2 separate regions of the Gossypium hirsutum genome follow, and region 1 is linked to region 2. A link is a contact called in public Hi-C data. All regions are on one chromosome and are shown on one strand. Each heading gives the region's core, a stretch centred on a gene start, on an enhancer-like site or on the middle of the called end of the contact. The rest is flanking DNA. Distances are from core to core; before and after follow the strand shown. Region 1 holds the start of LOC107886276 (1-aminocyclopropane-1-carboxylate oxidase homolog 4). Region 2 has its middle 6.2 kb from the start of LOC107886323.

Region 1 (5,608 bases), core at 2,160-4,659, 270 kb before region 2:
ATTAGGTGACTTTTTGAACACTATTTAAATACCAAAATGATAAAATTTTAAGGGCTAAATTGTGGGTTAACCTTTAAGAAGAAGAAGAAGAAGAAGAAGAAAAACCCTCACTACCATTACCATATAACTTCTCTTCAATACCTTTACCTTTCATTCAATGACATAAAACACGAACGGAAAATTAAAATGTAACATCCCAAACCCGGCCTAAAAGTCTAGACAAAATTCAGAATGCTACATTGATCACCGAAGTGATCGTGTGAAAATTTTACAATTCAAGTCATTCAAATTTTTATTTCTGAAAACGTTTATTCTGATGCAAATAAAAAACGTTTAACCATTTAAAGTTCTGTTTGAAAAGTTCCAGTCTAAAATGTACGAATAAAACATTTAACGAAAGTTGTACCACAGTATTATAAAAACCTTACAGTTCACAAATTTATCAAATAGTAAAGTCGTACAGAAATTAAAAACTAATACTCCATACTATTGAAACTGTTCGAAACCTCCGAGTACTGAGTCCATCAAAAGAATCTAGAATTGTACCTAAAAGGAAAATAGAAGAAGGGGTGAGCTACTCTAGCTCAATGTGAGATCAAACCACTTAACTAGGAAAATGGAAACAAAAAGCCTGGAAGCAGCTCAGATTCAGATGCGAAGCAGAACAAACTTACAGAACTATTGAAAACCGGTTGATATATGCAGAGCAACTTACCGACAGATGACAGTTGAGCATATTCGCCCAAAACCAACATACCATGGGTACTTTTCAGTCACATGGGACAATCAGACACACCCAATCTCGCGTGCCATTCAGATACAGTAGCAATAATTCACAAGTCAGTCACACAGTCACAATAACAGTTTAGTCAAACAGTTGTAGAGAGAATCTACCAAATTCACATAGGCACAAGTGCCTTTCAGTTGATCAGTAATGTATTCAGTCACAGTATCACATTCAGTCACGACATCAGGAATTCTCAACCATTCACAAGTTTCAATTCAATCAACATATCAACCAGATGCATATAAGTGCAAATGAGTTATAAATTAACCCACCCATCCAGCCAACACACCATCTCCGTCCAAACACAATCTCCGTCCAACCCTACACTCCCTGTGGGGATTTAATCAACCCACCCATCGCTACACTCTAAGTAGGACCTCGAAAAGCCCATCCAACCCTGCACTCTATATGATGTCATCCCGGATTACCTGGCAACGATGATCATCAGCATTGTCAACGATCCTCAGTGTATTGAGGACTGCCCTCAGCCCTCTGGGAATTCGGGCTAACAGTATGCAAATAAACTGTCAGTTACATAAATTACACAGCAAAGCTAGTGTATCGGCTGTATAGTGCAATGCGGCGAACTGCGGTACAGACATGCAGTATGAGCTGCCAACTCAGATAATGGTACGTGCAGAGCTAACGTACATGCGGTACAGTGCAATGCGGTAATCCGCTATACCGATAGATTACAGTAAAATTGCCAGTTCAGTCACTTTCAATCTCTCTTCTCTTTAAAATCCCACCCAAAATAGTTTATGCATTTGTATATATGTATGTATGCAGTAAGATGCATACAATCAAAACACAATTACAGACAGTCATTCAGAAGCAGTCACTCACATCCAGTCAATCAGTTACAGAAAAGCGTACACTCGTTACTCAGATTCAGTGTCAGACACGCCCAATTACAAGTAACGCATAAACCGAATTCAGAACAGAGTCACAATTACCCTTACTAAAGCTTAGCTAAGGGTTGAAACACACTTAGGGTCATGATTGCACTTAAATTGACCTAAAATTAAAACTTGGCGAGATAGGGCCACACGCCCGTGTGGAGCAACCCAGGTCATGTAGGAGTCCAAGTGCCCTTGTAAAGGGTAGTACACGACTGTGTGACTGAGGCACATGCCCGTGTGAAGCAGAGACACAACCGTGTGAACATGCCGTGTAACTTTTTGTCTAAAATCACTAAAATAAAGTGTAGGGGAGACACGATTGTATGAGGGTCTCACATGCCGGTGTGGAATTCCTAAATCCCCAAATCAACCACAGGACCGTGTGACTCCAAAACTCAAATCCCAAATTCCCAAACTCATATGCCCATGTGCCTAAGGGACACGATCGTCTGAATTCTGACAAAATCCCCAAATCGGCCACACAGCCATGTGGCACCCAAAATTGACTGGAAACCCTAATTCCCAAATCCACACAGCTGTGTGCCTTGGCACACGCCTGTTTGGTTGTCGAAGAGGTCACAAAACCACAAAAAAAAACAGCTCGAAACCACCATCTAAGCCACCGAAATCATCCCTAATCTTTGCCCTATCAAGAATATATCAGAAAATGGTAGTTTCTCCTCACTTCCAATGTCTAGAACCTAAGATCTTCGGGTTAACACAAAAACAAAAATATGTCGAAACATAAATTTTGCGAAAACGATACTGTAAAGACAAGGTTTCTAATCCTACACCTGTTTCGATGACGAAACAATCGGAGACGATGATAGAGGAGCGGAATTCCAGAAACCAAAAAGCAAAAACCATTCTTTGAGTACTTTTTTCAAAAGCGAAAAGAATAAAAACTAAAGAGAAAAGTAGAATAGAAAACACGTCCAGAAAATAAAGAAAGTAAAAAAAATAGAAATAAAAGTAATAATAATAAAATTAATAACAATAACTAAAAATATATTAAATTAAAACAAATAATTATACACTTTTAAATTAAAACATCAACAAAATAAAATAATATCCTCCCAAATGTGCACACAAGGACTTAAACCCAAAACCTAAAAGTTCATTATCACTCACTTAACCACTAGACCAACAGGCTCATTCTGACACTAAATTGCACAGCTAAACAAATATGTGCAACCTCCTCACTGTCCCTACACTCAAAACCCAAAACTTCTAGGCCTAGAATTCGGGGTGTTACATAAATTATTATAAAACCAAAGTCACATATATCAACTAAGATAAAACCCAAAATTTACATATAATGTTGTTTTGTAGTTTTCAAATTTGAAATTGAGTAAGTTGATTTCTTTGAAAAAATTAGAATAATTTAATTTATATGAATTTTAAAAGTGAATAATTAATAACAATGTTAATGTTTTTTTACTAATTATACATAGTTTTGATTGGTATAACAATAAATTTAGTACATAATGTTTATATACTTTGTCAATTTAGTTTTAATTATAAAAATTTTAACAAATTTAATCTCAACATTTACATAGATTAAATTTATTAAATAGAGACCACATTAATAAAATATTTAAAATTTGAGAGCTAAATTTATTATTATATCAATAAAATTAGATATGTTATTTTAAATTTTTAAGAACAACCAATAATTGAATTATAATTTTAAATATTAAAACTGGAGATTAATTATCCGTAGTGTAGTCCTAATATAGTTAGTGTGACCCAGGATGGAAAGTTTGAAAGAAAAGACAAGGTACGTGGGGCAATCAAGTACAATAGCGTAGAGATGTATCTTGCTAATTGCTATATTATAAACTTAATTCTTTAAGTTACAAATCTTCCTTCCCACAGCTTCACTTCAGTTGTTAGCAGAAGAAAAAGAATGGCGACAACCGTGGATTCCGGAAACCAGTACGATAGAGCCGAAGAAGTAAAAAGATTCGATGACTCAAAAATTGGAGTAAAAGGGCTAGTCGATTCTGGTCTCACCACTATCCCTCGCATCTTCCTTCACCCACCCGAAACTTTATCCGACCTCAAACCCAAACCCAAACCCAAGTCGGTTGCCATACCCACCATCGACCTCTCGGGGCCCCGTTCGACGGTCGTGGAGCAAGTAGCTGCTGCATCTCGATCCTTTGGGTTCTTTCAGATTGTAAACCATGGAATTCCCGTCCAGGTTCTTGACCGTATGATCGCTTCCATCAGAGCCTTCCATGAGCTGCCCACCGACGTCAAGGCCAGATTCTACCGCCGTGACGCCGGAACCGGTGTATCCTTCATTTCCAACGTTGATTTGTTCCACTCTAAAGCCGCTAGCTGGAGGTATCTTATCCATTTGTGTTTTATGGAATTGGGTTATCTTTTCCTCCCAATTTTGATTGATATATTCGTATCAATAGTAGATAATAGGTTTCGACTTTGATTGAAAAATAGGTTTTTTTAGAAGAGATTCAAGCAAAATTAAAGAGCAAAACAAACCCAATTTTTACCAAAATAATTATGGATAGGATTCACACATTGAAAATTGAAAATTTTGGGTGAAATGATAGGGATACACTCCAGATAAGACTAGGACCAACTCTTCCGGAGCTTGAGCACATTCCGGAGGTTTGTAGAGACGAAGTGGTTCAATGGAACTTACATTCGACAACATTAGGAGAGCAGCTGATGGGGTTGTTGTCGGAAGGGCTGGGATTGGATAAGGATACCATCAAGAATACTACATGTTTGGATGCAAGAGTAATGGTTGGGCACTACTATCCATGCTGCCCCCAGCCTGATCTGACAGTGGGCATCGCATCACATACAGATCCAGGAGTGTTAACGTTGTTGCAGCAGGATCACACCGGTGGGCTGCAGATTAAGCATGAAGGGGAGTGGGTGGATGTCAAGCCTGTTCATGGAGCTCTTGTTATAAACATTGCAGATATTCTTCAGGTAAGGTCTTTTAGAGGCTGAAAGCCTAATTTACAACATTAGAGAATAAATTTTACATTATTGAAGTTCCATTGGATAAAATGGTAGCAGTTAGTTCTGCTTTCAACTTGGAGAATTGATGTTTCTTACCCTCCCAACATCTGATTGAAGCATTGCCCTTTCAAAGTTTAATAAATTGAAAACTTTTAATTTTTATTACTTTTTAATAAAAAAATTGTAAAAAATATTAAAACCCAAAAAAATAATGAAAATTTATAAAAATTCAACAAATCAATAAAAATATTAAAAATTATATTTTAACATAAAATATAGAACCATTCTTTTTTGTGATTCTATTTAATTTAGGTTTCGTTTGTTTCACTGAAAATTATTTCTTGAAAATGATTTATAGAAAATGATTTATTTTTCTGAAAAAATTAATATTTTCTAGTGTTTGGAGGAATCTACGAAAAATATTTTCTATTGTTTGGTAGATTTCTTAGAAATATTTTATAAAAGTTGTTTTCAATTAAACAAATATACATTTGAGATTTTCTTATTTTTTCATTGTTTAATTGAATTTATTTTTATTTATAATTTTATATTTTACATTGTTTTTTCATATATTAAAAATATTATGTTAAATTCAGATTCATTTTTTAATTACATGACTACTAAGTGAGTATTTTTTATTTAAAAATGTAACATCAACAAAATTGAAAAAAAATAACGATGTCTACAATTGGACTTGATTTTCAAATTTGAAAAGTAAAGGAACTAAATTCTTGAAAATAAAAGTACAAAGACTAAATTACAAATTTATAAAGTATATATAGACTTATGACATATTTTAACCTTTATACTACAAAACATTTATTATTAATATATTTATAATTGTAATAAATATTTATTATAAAATATTAATATTGAATATTTTCAATAATATGTGAATAATATTATTTAAAATTATTAT
Region 2 (5,604 bases), core at 687-3,186:
AGAATAGTACTTTTTACGCCAGATGTTACTGAAAATAGGCTTTGCTAATTCATGGGTGGAATTCATTATTCATTGTATAAGTTCAATATCTTATTCAATTGTGATTAATGGGAGATAGGGGGAACAATTTTGTCCCACTAGAGGTTTGAGGCAAGGAAACCCATTGAGCCCTTATTTATTTCTAGTGTGCAGTGAAGGTCTATTATCATTAATGCATTTGGCTAAGGAAGAAGGGTTGCGTAAGGAGCTTAGAGTATGTCGCAGAGGTCCACAGATTTCCCATTTACAATTTGCTAATGATTGCATCTTATTTAGAAAGGCTTCAATGAATGGGGCACAAACTTTTAAAAGGATTCTAAAGGAATATGAAGAGACTTCTGGACAATATGTTAATTATAAAAAGTCCACTACTTTTTATAGTTCAAATACAACTGCTCAAATGAGGTATTTGGTATCAAAAGTCTTGAATGTTCGAAATTTCACAAATCCTGAAAGATATCTTAAGTTGCCTAACATGGTGGAGCAAAGGAAGAGATTGACATTTCAACTGTTAAAAGATCGCATGGAGAGTAGGATAGACAGTTGGAGTGTTAGACATTTATCGCAAAGGGGTAAGGAAGTTTTCATAAAATCAGTTCTACAAGCCATTCCTACCTACTTAATGTCATGTTTTTTATTACCAAAATTTCTTCACTGTGATATGGAGAATATTTGTGCGAATTTTTGGTGTCAAAAAGGGCAAGGTAGAAGGGGGATCCATTGGTGTGAATGGAAGAAGCTTTGTGAGTTAAAAGATAATGGTGGATTGGGATTTCGTAGTCTTGCCAAATTCAATTTATCTTTATTAGTGAAGCAAGGATGGCAATTGATTAATTTTTTTAATTCGTTACTTGTGTGCACTTTGAAAGCTAAATACTATCCAGATACGAATTTTCTGAATTCAAGGTTAGGAAATATACCTTTATATACCTAGAATAGCATCTAAGCAGTCGAAGGAATTCTTCAGGATGGCTTATGCTGGCGAGTAGGGACTGTATCTTAAATCTTAGCAAGGGAGGCTGAATGGATTAAAGGAACTGTGAATTACAAAATTCAAAACAGTGAGAAATGTCCTAATACTCTTATGGTGACTGAACTTATTAACAATAATACAAAAAGTTGGAAAGAGGATTTGATAAGGAAAACCTTTAGCGGTAGGGATGTTAGCCGAATCCTAAACATCCTACTATCAAATTTCTAGCATGAAGACTTCCTAGTCTGCACAAGGGAGGAGACTAGGGAGTTTTCTATTCGTAGTGCCTATAAGTTATGTGATTCGATCACTTAGTGCCGATTATTTGTTTGTGTGAGTTGGGCTATATAGATTAAGTGAAACAAATGGCTACATAAGGGGCAAAGGAGATCAAGGTTAGCAGCAGTAAACTCTATCAAAAAATATGCATGTGAAATTGATGGGATTTCCAGTTCCAAACTTTCTAGCAGAATAAAGATAGAGAAATGGAGGCCTCTAGAGAACTCGTTCATTAGAATAAACTTGGATGGATCTTACAAGAAAAATGAAATTTAAACTTGTTCAAGAATTGTTATCAGAGACTTAGAGGGTAAAGTTTTGGGTTCTAAAGTGGTTATAAATGAAAATATACCTTCTGCTTTTGCTGCATAAGCCCTTGCATGTATCTAAAGTATACTTTTATGCCTAGATTTAGGGTTTGTGAAGGCTGAAGTAGAAGGAGATGCTCTCTCTATTATCGAAAAATTAAAAAGAGATGATGAGGATAAATCTGAGATCGGGGCTTTCATAAGAGATGGAAAAGGTTTAAGCAAAAATTTTCATACTTGCAAGTTTCAATATGTTTAGAGATTGATGAATGATGTTGCCCACTTGTTGGCTATTGAAGGCTTAAAGCAAGGGGTATAATATTGTCTACAAGATGGAGTTCCTGCTTTTTCTAGAGAGGAAGTGGACAAGGATTGAACGAGGGAGGGCTTTTTATTTCCTTTTTGGTTTCAAGGCAGGGAGTTTGGGTAGGGGAAGATTTTGGAAAGAAAACTGTTACAAGAGTTAAAAGGGTTAAAGGTTATTGGAAAAAGGAAATGAATCTTCTACCGACGGGCCATAAACACCTTTTGTTGCTTTTCAGGAGAGGAATTACTTTAATTTCATTGGCTGAGGCTGAGGTGCTTCTAGAGCCTTTCTTCGTTTCTGTTGCTGGTATTTAGATTTGTTTTGGCCCAATTTTATGGATGTTTTGTTGATTGTGCCTTGTATTTGATCTGTTTGAATAAAATTCTGTTGATTGTGCCTTGTATTTGATCTGTTTGAATAAAATTCCAACATATTTTCTCAAAAAAAAAAATCAAATAAACTAGTATATATGTATGCATATGATCACTAGCCCATAATTGTCAGAATCAAATTAGATTGTCAATTGAACCAGAAATCAGTGGTCCAACTGATTCATCTGATACCAAAATATATAAAAATCAATTGAACCTTTAAAATTTTATCGAATTGATTAAAAACGAATTGAAATAAGCTAAAAGCTAGTTTAAAAATAACAAATTATGATGCTCTACTTTAAGCTTAATGTTACTATTCCTAATTGAACTCCATTGTTGAATCATGACATTTGCTTCCGCCGTGTAGTTGTTAAGGATGACTTTTTTTTCTTTTTCTTTTTCACTGTTTTTTGCTTGCTTGTTCTTTTAAGTGGTTTATGATCACCATAATTTGTTGATTCCCCAATGAAATTATTGGGGACTTTGATTAGACATACATTCGAATAGATAGAGATATGCTTTTGAAGAAGATCATTTTATCCCTTATTTAATGGATAATAGATTTGGGGGGGGGACATTTTAGTGATTTGAGAACAACAAACTTGATGAAAATATATGATTAGATAATTTTGAAGTCCCACTTCAAAAATTGAAGTATTTGGAAATTATTTGGTGTTGACTTTTTAATGCAATCGGAATTACTAAAAATTAAATATGAATTATCTATGCATTTGGAAATTATACATCTATACATAAATTTCTTGACATGGAAATTCAATAGCTGTATACATTAACTTGTTTTAAAAATTGATGATGTGTGAGCTTATTATTAGTGACAACTGCTAAACTATGCAGTGGTCTAGAATTGCACCAAAACCTTGTTTTATATATATATATATATTATGTTGCGTAAGATTATTAATTTGTGAAATAAATTAAAATTATGGTTTATTCATAACTTATTTTTGGAAATTATACATCTATACATAAATTTCTTGACATGGAAATTCAATAGCTGTATACATTAACTTGTTTTAAAAATTGATGATGTGTGAGCTTATTATTAGTGACAACTGCTAAACTATGCAGTGGTCTAGAATTGCACCAAAACCTTGTTTTATATATATATATATATATTATGTTGCGTAAGATTATTAATTTGTGAAATAAATTAAAATTATGGTTTATTCATAACTTATTTTCATGTTATCCATGTTTCATTTTTTTAATTATGAAATTTATCTCTTTATTTTAAAAGAATTAAAAATTAGTCCTTTTACTTTAATTTATTAGAATTTAATTATAGCATTTTAAGATACCTGAGAAGTTACTCTAGTTGTTGGTAAATACATGAACTTTAACTATTAATTTTTACTAGCTTACTGCATATAAATTGTTGAAATATGGATTTTCGTTAATTCATTACATATAAATTGTTGATATATTAATTTCTAGATCAACAATTTAAAGTAATGTTTAATGATGTTATAAATTGGACTAACTTATCAATTTCTTTGTAAAGTATTGAGAATCAAATTTTGAAAATTTAGTAAAATAGGAATGAAATTAATAATTATATCTATTTTTATGCCAAATATATACAATATACCAAAATCATGTATAGATAAATATCATATATATATATATATAGACATACTAAAATCATGTTAATAAATAAATAAATATGCTATATAATATTAAATTAAAAATTATTAGTAAAAAAAGTTATAATGTAGCAACATCGATTAATGTAGAGCAACAATAAATATAACCAATATACATAGAGTCAATCCAGAGCAATATATTTTTATTTTAAATTTTTTATCATCGAATATAAAGTTTTGAATATTTTTATAATAATAATTTAAGATTAAATTACATATTTTTATTTTAATTATGTTTATTGAAAATGTTGCACTTTTAAGTTGTTTTGGATAACAAATTTTAAAATAAAAAATAAAAATGTTTCAAAATGCATATTTTAAAAATGTTAATGTTAATGTTGGTAGTTATTGTTTTTAGACAAAAAAATTAAATTTTGGAACTATTAAACAGAAAAAATATATTCAAATAATGCTGCAAATCCATGACATGTATATTTGGGTTAATATAAGAATGGGGAAAAAGGTGAAGAAAGAGGATACTCAAAATGAGAAATTATAAAATGTACATTAAAATTGTGAAAAAGTGTTAAAATAATGAAGAAATAAATTTGGCAATGTAGAGTTAGGTTGTCCTTAGTAGCGCTTTTGATAACCACATTTGATATGAAAAACACTTTTGAAGGAAAATTTTGACAGTTCAAAAGCACTTTTCCCCAAATTGAAAACTTAAAATTTTTAGTTTTTCTCTCCCAGAAGTAGTTTATACAGTTTAATTACGTTTTCACTCCTCCAACACATAATATTTTCTTTTCTCTCGTTAATTGCTTAAAAAATATTTAAAATTTATTTTTATATATTAAAATATTAACAAAAAATTTTAATAAACTATTTTCTACATTCTTATTAAAATATCATAATATTAACTAATTTAAATATTATTTAAATGCTTATTTGTTATCTTTATAACACTATATTTAAAATGGACATTTTATTTATTAAAAGCACTTTTTAACATTAATGCAAAACACTTAAATTTTAAACTAATTTTTTTAAAAGTACTTTTCACAATCACTTTTTAAAAATAATGCTAAAGCATCTGTTAAGTTTATTGGAAAAATAGAGAGAATAAGTTTATGTAAGAAAACACAAATTAGATTTTTGTTTTACAATACTATAAGGGTACTTGTGAGATTTTAATTGCTCAAATTCTGGGCATTTTGCGTGGAAAATTTGTGGACTCTAATCATCTTCCTTTCATTTATTACTTGACATAAAATCATAAAAAATTCAAATTTCATTATTCAGGCTTATCACTTATTATAATGTAATTAATGAATTATATAGAGTTTAGTATTTGAATAATTACTTATATTTATTTATAATTAGGCAGCTACCGTCCAAATCTTACGCATGCAATTAGGAAAAACAACCTCTCCACAAGTTTAATATCATTTAATGCTTGAGAGATGATATTATTAAGTTTGAAGAAAATAAAATTCCAAATCTGAGCCTAGCTATAGGCTTAGTCAGCCACCACATTGGAAAAGGGTGGTGAGAACTTTTTTGAAAGGATTCCGGAGACTTGCCAAGCTTTTAAAACGCAGCAAATGCCCCACTAATTCAATGAAACTTCCAAGAAATTAGCTTTAAAGACTCCATCTTACATATATTCGATTCCTACCTCTCACACCCACACTACATACATCCAATTAAATTATTA

The links. Hi-C and Micro-C count contacts between places; a contact is called where the count stands out from the background.
Region 1: a contact with region 2 is called in a Hi-C map of leaf, with 2.6 times the contacts expected there. The contact joins the promoter of LOC107886276 here to the enhancer-like site in region 2. A contact is called at or near these places in 8 of 34 Hi-C or Micro-C datasets (callus, cotyledon, leaf and 1 more).

The regions. Positions count from the first base shown.
Region 1 is chrA03:86,652,984-86,658,591 of Gossypium_hirsutum_v2.1, reverse strand. LOC107886276 (1-aminocyclopropane-1-carboxylate oxidase homolog 4) reads left to right here and starts at 3,409. Exons shown (of 3, transcript XM_016810179.2): 1 at 3,409-4,041; 2 at 4,269-4,656. The coding sequence starts at 3,599.
Region 2 is chrA03:86,385,368-86,390,971 of Gossypium_hirsutum_v2.1, reverse strand. No RefSeq gene overlaps it. Among protein-coding and RNA genes, the nearest start is that of LOC107886323, 6.2 kb to the right of the region's middle. Within about 2 kb of position 1,936, at least 5 of the 9 cell types and tissues checked have an H3K27ac peak or open chromatin away from gene starts, as enhancers often do. A contact at or near this core is called in cotyledon, where this site is marked.